2 separate regions of the Zea mays genome follow, and region 2 is linked to region 1. A link is a contact called in public Hi-C data. All regions are on one chromosome and are shown on one strand. Each heading gives the region's core, a stretch centred on a gene start, on an enhancer-like site or on the middle of the called end of the contact. The rest is flanking DNA. Distances are from core to core; before and after follow the strand shown. Region 1 holds the start of LOC103651075. Region 2 holds the start of LOC100194388.

Region 1 (7,412 bases), core at 1,651-4,150:
GGTGGAGCAAGCATTTTGAATACATATGTGTAAACAATAATTGCACCAACCTGCAACATATAGAGGACTCACCGAGTGAATAACCTCAACAGCTAATTGTATGCATAGTCTAGGTGATAAGTGGCAATCTTTAAACAACAAGGTCACTATGCTGACATGAGTAAAAATGAGCATGTACAAGCCGAGAAAAGAGAAAAGTATGGCGTACCCATTGGCCAAATGAGATATATGCATTCCCATCTTGATTGCATTTATCAGAGTCGCCAAATGGGTTAGAAGGATCACGACATAACGCTGCAATGAGGACCAGAGGTATATTTCCAATATTTCCTGCAAAAAAAGAACCTGGATTGGTATTGGATAAACAAATGATAGATAAAAATAAAACTTATTTTCAAAACAGAAAAGTGGTACCTATTCCTATATGGATAACAGTGAACTTGAAGTATGGATATGGAGGTCTGATGATAGATGCCACAACAAATCCAATCAAAGAGCCCGATACTGCGCCAACAACAATATTTACTGGAATATACCACCTGCAAACATGCAAGTATAGATGATATAAAAAAGTAAAAGCAGAACAGAAGTGCAGAACAGTTATTTGACAAAGGAAAATTTCCAGGACACACACTCCTAAAGAAGCTTATGCACAAAAGTGGACACTTGTTATACATATACACACCAGAAGGGGGAAAGAATCCAGGGGTATGTCAAAATATAGGACAGAATAGTGAATAGTCCATTACATAAATTTCTATCATTTTCAACAAGATATAAATTGCCAGTAAGAAAAAAATATAGGTTACTATATCATATGGAAACAAACTACTTGGAATAGTGTCTCCAATCTTTACTGCAGTATTCAAAAAGTTAAACATAAAGTAGTGCTACTAAATTAATCCTGGAATCTGAAGTCAATCCCATATTGATCCATAAATTCAACTGGAACCAAATTAATGCTTGAGCGCTGATTTTCTTCACCTTCAGGTAGTCTTTTCTTTGTCCTTTTGTAGAAAGCTAGAGCTTCTAAAACTAATTTGTTCCATATGGAACCTAATTACTCAAAGATTGATCCAAATAGAAAGATAAACAATAGCACACCAATCAAGTGTGGTCAGTAATATAATATTTGTAGGATGTATTACTTATAGAGGGTCAGCAGCATATACAAATAGATGATTAGCTGAAAACAACATCTCGGTCAATAACTCACACATCAAAAAATCAAGAGCAAATATAGCACGCTTGGATGAAGCATAACACTAGGTTTATAATAACAAAACTGAAGTACGATAACAATCAAAATTATCTTTACCATTGTATCATCTTCTCGATAGTGATTGCTCTACCCAATTGGGAAAATATAAGGCATGGAAGCAGAAGGGAAAACACAAGCTGCAACAAACAGTGAAAATGTTATATCTAATTTGATACAGCGAGAAAACAAATGAGACAATCAACTCCTCTACTGCTTCACATATTCCTACTTTAAACAAAATCCAAGATGGGTAATCATCTTGACTTAATAAAATAATTCCTCAATAGAAAAACAATTGTCCATTACACAACCTTCCATTAGCTAGCACTTATTAGTTATTACAAGAGACAAAGCTCACCCCATTGAGAAGCTTGCGGCCGTTGGGCTGGAGAATGTTGACGTACTTGGAGGCCATAAGGAACCCCATGAAGCAGACAGTGAACACCTTGGCGATGGGCAGCACGGCGTACTTGAGCATGCTCAGCACTGACGTCCCCTCGGTCCCTCCTTGCGCCGCCGTGGCCAGCACCTCCAGCAGCGATCTCTCCATCATGGCTTGACCCAGACCTGACTACTGAAGCCTTCTTTTCCTTGCCTCAGAACCCAGTGAGGCAGTGACCCACGCAACAAGGACTCTGCCATTAAGCATGACTTAGAAGGCAAAAATATAGAGACGACATCAGGAAAATTCTGGAGCTGCTTTTGGCGTTGGTTGTTCAGGGGCAACCGAGCTGGAAGAAAGCTCGTCGTTCGCGCAAAGGGCGTCAAGAGGAACGCGCAGAGCCCAGCTCACCGGATTCGCGTAACACAATACGGCAGGCAGCTTCCTCCATAGCGGGATGCTTGGCAATAACAAACTTCTTGTTTGACGAAAACAGACGCATGGACAGACCAATGAAATCAGAAAGAGAAATTATGACTAACTAGATTCCAACCAAGTCGACTCCTACGCCCCTAGAAAAAAATGACGACACCGAGACCTCCTAGCACTCCACTGCTCCAGGGTTCCAAATTCGCATGGTCGCAGGATCCAATTCCCCCTGCTGCCGAGCTGCGTAGGAATCCTGCTGCGGCCCATTCGATTCGTCACGCACACGGCACATCCATATCAACAGCTTCAAAACCGATTAGCTAAACCACTCCGCGGAAGGTTAGAAGCAACCGAGCTCAGAATCCCGCCGCCACATATCACCATCGACATAAAAAAAAACAGAGAGCAAACAAAACAAGGAGTCGCAACTCGCGAATCGCTCAATGCGAGCTAGAGCGATCGCGGACGACGCCACGCCACCCGCGAATCCATAACCGCGCCAAGCGAGAGGCGGACTGGCCCGACAAGCGAAGAACTCAACTCACCGCGAGGCTGCCGAATCGAGGTGACCCGGTGCGCGTGTGGGGTGAGAATCGTGAGATGGGAGCCGAGCCCCGAGCTCTCCACCGAGTAACCAGTGATGGACCCCTCCCGTGACGGCCCGAACCACCGGCCGGGATGAAGGCGGATGGAGGAGGCTTTGATCCGAGGTCAGGCGAGGGCCTCCTTGGCGTGGCGGCCGGGATGGATCGCGCAGAGCTAGGTGGGAATGTGGGATCTGGGCGTTCGATGGAAATGACGAGACGAGTCGCGGCTCGCGAGACGATGCCGGGTCGGTTGGACTGGACTAGATAATACACGCGCATTTTATATCCGTTTTGGAATCCGTAGCAGGGGGGGAGGAGAGGAGGTCAGGGGCACGAGGAATTGCGGGCGTGCCGTCCTGGGCTGTACGCCCAGCCTCGCTGCTCCGTCCTGACTGCTGCCTGTGCACTGTGGTCGATTAGCTGCCGGGCGGCTTGCCATGTGGCCGGCGGCGTTTGGTCCCCCCCTCCCCATCCAGCTCGCTTTGCTCTAGCTCGGCAAGGCTAACCTTGCCAGCAGCTGGGTTGCTAGCATTAGAAATGGTTGACACAACAGAGTCGAGAAAGTGAACAGACAAACCAAACATATCTTCTCTATACATCAGAAACTCATATTAGTGGCGTATTTTGTTTTAGATTTTTTGCATGCATGTTTTTACTATATCTTGGAATGTCTTATACATGTTTAAGTTTTGCATAATCCATTATCTAAAGTATAAAAATAGACATAGACAAAAGAGTCTCCATATATAAAAATAATAATAAAAGCGTCAAAGGAGGTTGTAGAGAATCCCGTTAGAGACTATAAATAAGAAAACCTTCTCTATATTTAGGTTAGAGAACCATGCAGAGAAAGTCGTTAGATTAGTAGTCGTAGTCTATCTCCAGCCTATCATCGTGTGCGAATGCAAATAGACCAGCAGAGGAGAGACAAAAATGTGAATTTAGGGTACGGAGAATGTGAGCGCATATTTTTCACGTCATCATCCCATTGAGGTGTGAGCCCCTCTCCAACAATTTTCCCTATACTTATCCCTTATTTGTAATTTTTAATATATTTTACTTCCTCCCCTAAAAAATTCTCACCTTACATATAATTCGTCTCTAACAATTCTTCACTGTACAACTCCCCATAATGCCCTATACACTAGAACTTAGATAATTAATACATATTTATCATTTCCCATTTTTTTTAAATATCATATAATATTTATAGTATCGTAATACATATCGTTATAATGTCATGGAGCTTAATTAGGGTTAAAACATGTTAATTACGATACTATAATGTCATGGAGCCAAGATCCAGGCTTCAGCCACAGGCCTCTGAACCTGCGCGCGAGTCGTACCTTTCATGTAGCAAGATGTCAAGTTCCCTTTGTTCTGTTTGAGTGATTGGAAGAGGATCTATCTCTTTCTATTGGGCGGGCGGCTAGAATGGAGAATCTCGGTTAAGCGATGCTTTGACAGCTGTAAGCGGTTTCCTGTATCTGGGCTCTGGCTTTGTTTATTTAAAAAGACTGAGGATATTAGCCCACCTAAAACTCTACTATCAGAAAAAAGAGATAAGCGTTGTGGGCTACTGTCACTGTAACCCTTGCTATGTGTGCAAACGACGATGGTAGGCGCGTTCGTGTCTCCATCAGATGGCGTAGCCACCACGACGTTTCTTTCTTGTTTCACTCGTTCAGAGGTATAGTAGCCATCATCACGAATTGAACAAACCCATCCGGACTCCCAGTAACAGTAACGCCTGATCGGGACGGCAGAATGATGGCGACGACTCGTCATTTTGGGGCAGAATTGGCCGACACTTAATTAATTCTCATCTAGTACCAGCGTAGCAAGCTCATAGTGACATTAATTAGTCTGTCCACCTCGGGAAGTTCTTACCAAGTACAGTACAGTATATATGCAACTCGCACCAGTCACCATCATACTCGGTCCTCTCCGGCGCACTTCAATTCGTTCTCTCGCGTGAAGCGATCCATCCTGATTCCTAATGACCTGATCAGCTGATTGTTATGTTATCTTAAGGCACACGCCATGGCTTGTTTGGCGCAGTATGATGTGTAGTGAACTGAACAGGTGTACAAAAGTCCAGATGGTTAGGCCGATACGTTGTTTCCGAAACGGACTGAAAAAAAACAGAGCCGCTGTACGCCTGTACCTGTACTGTACGTACGTCGGCTCCTCCTCAGCTCAGGTGAGGCGTACGCCAGTTACCAGCCGCTGCTGTCAAGGGCCGGACAGGGCAAAGCAGCGACAGACAGAAGCCGGGCCGAAAAGCACTCGAGATTTTCCCCCGGAGCCGGAGATGGGGTGACTCGTGGCACTGGCCGGCGCGGCCAAGGCAAGCGTCCGCGTGCGTGCGGCCAAGGCGTCGCCGTCGCCGCACGCAAGCGCCCAGGAAAGCAGCGAGCGAGTCACGGCGTGCGCGTGCCCGGCCGGCCACCTCCGATTTGGTGCCGCGAATTTCCTTTTGCCGGTGTCAGCGTCAGCGCCGCTCGGTCACCTGCATGCTGATGGAAGCAAGGCAAGCACCGCACAGATTTTACTCGATCACTCCCGGTGCGCGTATAGAGAGAGTATCAGCGGGCTCGTCTGACGACTTCTGCAGAGAGTTAACGAGGCATGAAACATGCACGCGGCTCTGTTTGGGACAAGAAGGAAGTGGTGAGTAATGCAGCCTACTACTGACTTCAGGAAGGCGGACAGGTACCCGTGGGGTGGGTGGGTGGGGGACACAGCATCAGCTTTCTCGTTCTAACTAGAAAAAAGAAAAGGACGAGTTTCATGTGATATGATATGATATGATCACAGGAGCTCGTCATCGGCTTCTACCAGGTTCTTGACAGGTTCCTCAGGTTTCCAGCTATTTGGCTTACGTGAGGACTGGCTACTGAGGATGGACCGCACAGTGCATTTCTGCTTCTGCATATCCATGCGCACGGCCCGTGGCTGCAGTTTACCACTTGAGGGTGTCCAAGGGCCACTTCATTTGAGCCAGCGGCCTTTCAACGAACTAGAACCAGCAGCGCCCTATCGGGCGCCATACAGAAGCATCAGGATTCAGGAATGTGCACTGCCCAGAAACAGAAACATTGTCTTCTTCTTGCCTGAGCTGTGCTAGATCGACATTTCCATTTCATGTGAATAGAGATTATGACTGATTAGAAACCTAATGTGTACCAATCAGAAAACAGGAAGGCATTGACTGGCACTTGTCAACCAGAGGTACTCTATAAAATAAATATCTAGCACAAGAACAGAAACACTGCAAAGAAAATATATAAGTGAGTCACGGAATAAAATGCATTTCTTGGTTGGCAAAAGACTTTAGCCATACAAATAAGTAGAACACAGTTTGCAGCCGTGCGATGTAGCAAAAGGTTTAGCAACGGGCAGTTGATATATACAAAAGAGTAGGTTTTTCTTCTGCCACTACATAGTACAAGTCGCTAAGGATGAACATCGGGGGAGGAAAGGTAACAGGCACGATTCTAAGTGAGATGCATTCACGTTGGTCGACAGTCTATCAAAAGCGTGATAAGCGTAGCATCATGATCAAAGTTAACCTGAAACACAGTTGGACAATATTACCAAAAAGAACACACAGAGTAAAAAACTATACAAAATACTGATAAAATACTGATACAGTTGGACAACATCTTTTGTAAAAAAGAGAATGAAACAGCAGTGGGCATTCTAAAACATCTTTTGTAAAAAAAGAGAATGAAATAGTAGTGGGCATCAGTCCATAACTATTTTGATATGAGATAAAAGACATGTACCTTGGCAGGTTTGTGTAGGCAAATCGTTAGCTTCTTACGGACAAAAGTATGTACCACATCTCCCCCATCCAGCTAACATATACAAGAACTTGAGAAGAGTAGAAATAGACGATAACCCTGAATTACACATAGCTACAACTGTGGAGGCAAAAGATCCACGTTCGTACACCAACACCTAATTATTTTTGTCATCACTGAAAAGGGAGCATACACAATTTTAGTCAAACAGCAGCATGCATATATGTTTCATACATCAAATTATAAAAAATGGAAAACCTCGACCCCAACTTGAGAGGTTACAATACATGTAGAGTGTAGACAGGACGAATTGAGTGCCATTAGCCACGGCTAGAAATAGTATATGCGCAGTCCAAAACTTAGTGTACTACGATGATATGAGTTAGAATAGTCATTTGCTATTGCAGGTATCTACGATCCTAAGAAAGAACTACACCTGTTTGCAGCAGCTATCAACACTATATTTTTAGAGGCTATTTTAGCCTAGCTGAAAGATCATGGATTTCAAACAAGATGTAACGAAGCGTATCATCTAATGGAAAGTCATGAGTTGCGATAATTAGAGCTCAAACAGCCTGACCTGGGTCCACCAACACCACCTCCACTGGATTGACTGATGCTTTCTTCCTCATCGTCAGCAACGAACAACTTTTTCGCTACTGATTTGCCAGGCGAAGAGCATGATCTAGAAGTTTTAGTGGATTCAATCAAAGCTGTAGTAACACACAATATGCGCTAGAAGGAAGCAAAACTTTTGCTATCGAGACTCGCCTCTTCCTAGTTGTCGAGGTCTGAGTAGTCACACGCTCTGCGTCTCCAGCTTCAACGGTTTCCTGCATCAAGGTAGAGAATAAACCACACATGATGCAACATACCATTTATGTAAGCGGTTGGAACACGTACCAAATACTTTGTAGTGGCGATGCTACCCTGAGGCGTCAAAG
Region 2 (7,647 bases), core at 2,170-4,669, 280 kb after region 1:
TTTAGGAAAGATATGTGTGGCGGTTTCTGTTTTAAATGCTTTATTTCCTCCATAAATTTAGGATCGCTGAAACAGACATGCAACTAAAACTCGTAATGACCATTTTATGCTATATACTGATACTAAATATGCTACACTGTGTAGATAATTATGCAATTCGGTATACTGCGTAAAAATCTGCTACAGATTGCATGCACACGAATTTATGATGGAAAAATATGCAATGAAAGGAAATGAATTGCATGCATAGAAACAAAAAATCACATTTAATGTTTTATTTCCTTCTTAAATATAGGATCCCTCCAACAGCCATGCAACTAAACGCATTAGAAATAGTTTATGATGTATACTGAAACAAATTATACTACACGGTGTAGGTATTTATGCAATTCCTTACACTGCGTAAAAAATCTGGCATGTTGTTCACTGGTGGACGCATCTCCGGGTGGAGCGTAAAAACCTTAAGTTTTGAGCATAAAATCCCTCAATTATAAGCGTAAATACCGAGTCAATTAGAGGTTGATAGCTTTAGTAGGTTGTTATTACGATCCTATTTTTATGACAGATACGAAAAACATGGCAGCCACATGCATGCGGTTTCTATTTTTATCACAGATCCAAAAATTATGGCAAAATCGTGGGAGTTTCCATTGCATGCGCGCAAATTAAGAACAACATAAATCAAGAAATTGCCTTTCAAATGTGCATGCAGTAAACTGATATACGAACTCTGTGTTAAAGCATAAAAACATACAGTTTTTAGCGTAAATAATACATGTGGTAGGCATAAAACATAATAAACGAAAAGAAAAATGCGCCGGATCAGAGGATGTCACGCGCGATCATCGCTGCGCGCATCTCGCCCCTTCCGTGACGTCGCTCGCTCGAACATCGCGCCTCATGCGTCGCCGTCGCTACTCGCACGTCGACGGGCGTCGCTTGCTCGCCGGCCTTGGAAGTGCCGCCTCCTCGGGGCTTCGGGGACGCCGCCGCTTGCCTGCACAAGGGCCTCGCTGCGGATCGAGGAACTTCCGCCACCGCGCGTCGAGGTAATGGAGTTGCGGCCACCGGCCTGGGAATCGCCGCCACCGCACAAGGGCGCTGCCGCCGCTCGCCCTCTGGATCGGGGGCCGCCACCGCCGGCCTGGAAACCGTCGCCACCGCATAAGGGCGTTGCCGCCGCCGCTCGCCCTCTGGATCGGCGGCCGCCACCGTCGGCCTGGGAACCGCCGCCACCGCCGGCCTAGCAACCGTCGATAATGAATCGAGATGGGGCGTAAAAACTGATCCCTAGCACTACGGATTTTCTTTTATAGACGTCTGGACCTGGTCCGGCTCGACCGGATTGCACTGTCTGGCCTGGGCTTCCAATAACTAAAAGAAGCCCAGGGCTCCTAATATACAATCTATATATATATATATATATATATATATATATATATATATATATATATATATATATATATATATATATATATATATATCACAGATGCTCTCTGTTTTTTTTATCAGCAGCTGGAAGCCATAGTATATAGTGAATAACAATCTATTGATCCATATACCAATACCAAGTTACACGGATAAGTTCAGTACGAAAGCGAAAGAGACAATAAACATCAAAGTTGAATCAGGAGACATGCATGTACATATACATAAATATAAAGAACAATTTTTGGCTGAGGGACTTATTAGATAGACAGGATTATATATCATCATATACTTAACTCCTACAATGGTTCGAGACGGCGTCTCGATGTGTTTACGCATGAATGCATTTGCAGCTGACCATCGCCTCTTAATTTCCCTGGTCGCCCGCCCCTTTGGTTGATTATTATTCCTCGGAAGCGGAAATGAACCGGACGACGGGACGACGAGAGAACAAACGAGCTAGGGGGACAAAGCTAGAGAAGAAGGAAACGAGAGAAGCCGCTGCCCTCACGCTCCTTTAAATTGTGTATACAGCACCGTGCGCACGTGATGGAAGGAAGGGGAAACCGAGCGAGATGCGTGCATGCTCTAGACGGAGAGGTAGGACGGCGGCATTGGCAGTCCGACGACCTTGCCGCAGCGGAGGCTAGTCTCCGGCATGTTGTACTCGTCCCTGAGCGACCGCTCCGGCGAGATGACGCTCACGTACAGCTGCTCGCCGAGGTACTGCCTCTCCCAGATGTTGGACCGGATGCTCCACATGCCCGCGTTGTCGAACGTCATCATCACCGCCGTCCACGACCTAGGGTACACCTGGATCGTGTGCCGGCTCACCGTGTCCAGGAGGTTGTACGTGCTCCGGGACGCTGGCGTCCATTTGCCCGGGCCCATGCTGCACAGTACGTAGCGTATAGATCGTCAGGCAGAGCACTAGCTAGTAGCTAGATTCATTCAGTCAGCCAGTCGTTTAATTACCCGACGGCGAAGAAGGCGTAGCCGTCGATGTGGATGGTGTCGATGCTCTTCTCGGGGTTCTCGAAGACCACCTCGATGAAGGTGCGGAACTCGGCGCGGATGACGTTGGGGGCCATCTTGGTGGGCGCGGACTTGGAGGGCGGCACGTCGCCGATGATGTCGTACTGGAACACCCCGTCGGTGGTGTTGAAGTACTCGGCGAGCTTGACGGGGGTCTCGGGGTCGACGTGCGACACGCCGTTGAAGCCGAACCGCTCCTTGCCGTCCACCTTGCCGCGGCCCATGGCGAGCTTGATGGTGCGGGTGATGTTGATCTGGCCGTAGTGGTACGACCCCTGCGGGTTGGGCCGCGCCGCGCTCGCCGTCAGGTTCCAGCGGAAGGACCTGCACTGGTTGATGGACCACGCCCATCCGCTGGGGCTCTCCGGCACCTTGGCCGGCGGCGGGGCGTTGGAGCCCTTGTAGCGGATCACGGCCGTGATGCTGTTCACCTCCTTGATGAACCGGGTGGACACCGCCAGCAGGTAGTCGCCGGGCTTCTGGTCGGCGGTGACGAGGAACGACAGGCACTGGCCGATGTGGAGGTCCAGCGAGTCGTAGTCGTTCTGCATGGTGTGGGAGCCCTCCATCTCCACCAGCTTCATGATGTGGTTCTGGATGCGGATGTTGAAGGACGCCTTGATGCCCACGTTGCAGACGCGGAAGCGGTACGTCTTGCCGGCCTCCACGTTGTACATGGGCGGGTTCGACGCGTCCTTCTCGTTCTTGCCGTTGATCACGAGCCCCGCGGGCCGCCCGATCCCCTTGCCGGCGTCCAGGTTCTTGGCCAGGACGGTGTGGTCCTTGGTGTACCAGTCGCCGACGAGGACCGGGAAGTCGTCGGCCGGCGTGTCGAAGGGGACCGGGATCAGGTCACGGCTGTGGACGCTGATGAGCCCGTAGGCGCCCGCCGCCCGCTGCATGCCGGTGCTGGGGTAATAGAAGAAGCTGCCGATCTGGTCCTTGGGCTGCCAGTGGTACGTGAAGTTGGTGTTGGGCTGGATTGGGCACATGGTGCCCAGCATGCCGTCCTGCCATGAGTTCTTCCTCTGCTGGATCCCGTGCCTGAGTACGTGCAGCACATGCATGTAATATGTATACACGTAGACGTAGGCATGCAGCACCTCCATCGGCATTTATAATTAAGGTAAGGTTATTACCAGGTGAAGAGGAGCGGCTGGTCGAGCATGTTGAAGACATTGATGACGATGTTGTTGTTGGATGTGCAGTTGATGGTAGGGCCGGGGAACATGTCGTTGATGAGGATCACCTTCTGCGGCGTCCCCATGATGGTCTTCGTCCCGTACGTCACCTTCCACTCGAAGAAGTGGTAGGGGTCCTCCGCGCGCGCCACGGTGGCGACGAGCGCCAGCACGAGCAGCGCGGCGGAGGCGCCTCGCATTGCCATCCCAGCCGACCACACCATCCCTCGCGGGGGCCCTCGCCTCGCCTATGCGCGCCCTGCGTGTGTTCGGTGTGAGAGCCGCCGCGCGCAGACGGTCAGATGGATGCTGTCGATCCGGCCGGTGGCGGGGGGCGGGCTCAACGAGTGGGGACAGGCAGCCGGGAGGCCACGGCTTATATGGGGCCTGTCGCCCATTGGAAGGAGCGGTCCGCGCGCTGTCCGTGGCGCGGTGGTTTGCCCACAATGGCAATTGGCAAATGCCCGTCCCGTCTTCTCCGCGCGGCCGTTCGCTCAGCCACCGCCGATCTGGCTGCCACCGCCCTTTCTATCTATTCTTGACCCGTTCTTGCATGACATGCACCATGCATGCGTCGATGCGGTAGGGCGTCTGTAGTAGTGTAGTACTCACTCGTGTTTTTGGGCGCGTGGTGTCTGTAAAAAGTCTGGGTCTGGCCGAGGGCCCGAGACCGTGGAGTGAAACGACACGTTCGCGGGCCGCCGGCTCGGCCTGCTCGCTTTGCATCCAGCATTGAGAATAGAAAGTTTCGGCCTGTTTATTAGAGGAACGGGATGATGACGACAGAAACACAATTACTCATTTACTCTACAGAGGCAGCCCGGCCCATACAACCCGCATCGCTGGTCGGGGAGGGAACTGGGAAGGAAGCCGGAGCCCGGGCCGTCGGCGTTGGGGAATTGGGAGTGGCCGACTGGGGAAGCCACGGCGGCAACACCGTCTTCGAGGGCTGTCGGGATAGGACGGGAGGCGAACCAGCAGAAGCGCGAGCGAGCGTGTGGGTAACGGCTCACGGCTTCTCTGCACCACCGCCGACCCGAGGAGCACACTTAGGTCTACCTGCAACCTGCATTTCCTCTCCCTCTCCCTCTCCCTCTCGGCTCCTCTGCAGCACCGCCGGCCACGTCCTCGAGGACCACACTGGAGGTCTGCCTGCATTTCCTCTACCTCTCCGTCTCGCGCTAATTAAACCCCCTCCCCGCCCTAATTTGCCAGCGGTTTTGAGTTCGAGCGCCCCGGCCCCCACGATGATTGTTGATTGGGTTCTGCGTTCAGCTAACTACTCCGTACTAGTAAATGCTAGGGGTTTCAGAGGCGTCGATCGATTCGTTTGCGGATGCTATACTAAATAACAATTCCGCCAGAGACGATTTCACGTACATATTTGGCATGTTAATCTGATTATGGTTGTGGAAATTTCTGTGTAATAGCAGCTCGCGAATCGCGATCCTTGGGAAAATTTTGCACAATACAGTATCAGGTAAACTAGCGTGTGATACAACACAACCGAATGACCAGGGAAAGGAAAACGCAGCAAACTGACCAGTCCCCCTACGGTTCGCTGTGTTTAAGCTCTGGGCGGGGTGGTTCTTCTGCTGTGCTGCTGCTGCTGTTCGAGCGTGCCGTGGCAACCTGTCCACTGTACAGGTGCGAGGTGGATGCGGTCCCCACGTGCTCAAACTCCACTGTGGATGAGCTGCCTGAGCTCAGCCCCTCGCTGTGCAGCATCGCCTCGATCTCCTTCACCACAGAGTTCATGGTGGGCCGCCGTGAGGCTGATTCGTCCACACACTCCATGGCCAGCTGCACGAACCTCCTGAACCCTGCAGTATGTGCGGCATCGTGGATGGCTGGGTCCACGATGCCTTGCAGGCCGTAGTAGTTGTGGTCATTGGGGTTTATGGCCATCCTGAATTCCCGGACGATATACCTTCCCTTTGATATAGGTAGCCTGCCACTCAGTATCTCTAGCATGACAACACCGAAGCTGTACACGTCGCTCTTCTCTGAGAGCTGTTGTGTCATGTAGTACTCTGGGTCCAAATAGCCCTATGACATGAAATTGACCGTCAAGGACAAGAGTCACTTAACCAAAGGATTTATGATAATTGATGAGGTACTGTGACCAAAGAACCTACCAATGTTCCTTTTACTTGAGTGGAAATATGGCCTTTTTCAGTGTCTGCAACTAACTTTGACAGACCAAAATCAGCAACTTTTGGTTTAAAGTTTCCATCCAAAAGAATATTTGTGGACTTGACATCTCTGTGTATAATAGGTGGATCGGCGAGCTCATGAAGATATGCTAGTCCTCTTGCTGATCCTAGAGCAATCCTGAGCCTCTTCTTCCAATCCAGGTAAATTCCTCTAGCTACAACACAAATATATTTCTTATATAATAGGAAAAGGGACAGGGAAGAATGTAACACTTTAGGATTTGTTACTAGGTTTTATGTACATACCTTGTAAGTTATGTCTTAATGTCCCATTTGAGACGTATTCATAGACCAGCATCTGCTCTCCTTGTTCATAGCAAAATCCTATCAGACTTACCAGGTTCTTGTGGTGGACTCTGGATAGCAACTCAATCTCATTTTTGAACTCTACTGCGCCTTGCTTTGATCCATACTCTGCTCGTTTTATGGCCACATTTGTTCCACCTACCAGTATTGCCTTGTAAACCTTTCACATGTGAAGATGAATCACTACATTAGCTGTCCATGTAAAACTCCTTAAAAGGAACTCCGATAATGCAGAGGCTGTCAGGCTGGGATAATGTTTTATTCTATATCAATTTTGTATGCATAACTATTTACCTTTCCATAACCTCCTGATCCTATTTCATTGTTCTCTGCAAAATTGTTGGTGCAATTCTTCAGTTCATCAAAAGAAAAGAACCTTGCTCCTTTCAGCTGTGGAGCACCTCCACTATCTTTTTTAGCGATTCCCCATGAAGCTAAAAATTGAATATGCATGAGGTAAATAGTCAGTTAAGTTTTTATCAAACTACAGTACTTTTGATCTTTTCTATGCTTTATTACTGCTTACATGCATTTGATCACTATATTTTCGTAGTTAGACACATTTTCCGTTATAATTTTGTAAGCTCTGAAAGGAAGGGTATTTAAATAGGATTTGAAAATTGGATGTTGGTTTGGCATGCTGAGCTAGTTAGTATACATAACTGTGTCAATTCTGTTGTATATTTTTATCATATGTCTAATTATAGCCTATCAGGCTACCATTTAGTTATTTAACTTGAATCCTGCTTAATTACCCTGCTAGGTAATCTCATACCATGATAATATTGATATTCTTATATGAAGTAAAATTGTATTTGTTTTGTACAATCTAGCTCCAGTAAGCTGTATTTGTTATACATCTGGAAGTCGGTAACAGCTCTAGCAAACCATTGGTACTCTATGCTGTTGCAACCATTCTCAGCAAATAAATGGCATATATGTGTCCCATTTTTACTTCATCAATGAGAGGTTATGTAGACTTTTTATCCGATTTTATTAGTTTTTTTTGGGGGGGGGGGGGTCTTTCTCACTGGTTTCCTATAGATGTTTATAGATTTACTACAAAACAAAGAACTTTATTAAATGGTGCAACCATGGAAAACACATTCTGATAATTTAATGTTTTTCTTCTTAAAGAAATATTTGGTAGCTATAAGAGGTATACAGTTGTCAACTATATTATTTGGAATCTCACCGAAAGGATTTGTTTGTCCTGATAGTTCCCTACTTCTTCTCTTCTGTAATAAAGCAAATATTGCCCCAGAAGTTACAGCAATCAGAATAAGACCACATGCTACTGCAATTCCAGCGACAGCACCTGTGCTTACTTGCGATTTTCCACCGTCATCTGCTCCTGAGACAAGATAGCCTAATGTATTTCATGCATAATTACTTGCATATAGACATAATTTTACATGATTAGATTTGATTATTTTAATACCTGCAAAGTGGACATATGGATCTGCAACAAAGTAATAAGG

The links. Hi-C and Micro-C count contacts between places; a contact is called where the count stands out from the background.
Region 2: a Hi-C map of bundle sheath shows a contact between it and region 1, with 2.7 times the contacts expected there. The contact joins the promoter of LOC100194388 here to the promoter of LOC103651075 in region 1. A contact is called at or near these places in 4 of 25 Hi-C or Micro-C datasets (bundle sheath, leaf, root tip and 1 more).

Annotation. Positions count from the first base shown.
Region 1 is chr3:190,844,532-190,851,943 of Zm-B73-REFERENCE-NAM-5.0, forward strand. LOC103651075 reads right to left here and starts at 2,901. Exons shown (of 11, transcript NM_001326545.1): 1 at 2,618-2,901; 2 at 1,620-1,896; 3 at 1,319-1,398; 4 at 415-539; 5 at 209-330; 6 at 1-50. The coding sequence starts at 1,814.
Region 2 is chr3:191,126,742-191,134,388 of Zm-B73-REFERENCE-NAM-5.0, forward strand. LOC100194388 reads right to left here and starts at 3,420. Exons shown (of 2, transcript NM_001139419.1): 1 at 2,404-3,420; 2 at 1,625-2,320. The coding sequence starts at 3,365. The coding sequence ends at 2,017. LOC100193805 (a long non-coding RNA gene) reads left to right here and starts at 4,472. Exons shown (of 6, transcript XR_002268175.3): 1 at 4,472-4,790; 2 at 5,923-6,001; 3 at 6,524-7,647. LOC103651078 reads right to left here. Exons shown (of 19, transcript XM_020550433.3): 14 at 7,608-7,647; 15 at 7,362-7,520; 16 at 6,461-6,600; 17 at 6,107-6,326; 18 at 5,783-6,015; 19 at 5,043-5,693. The coding sequence ends at 5,196.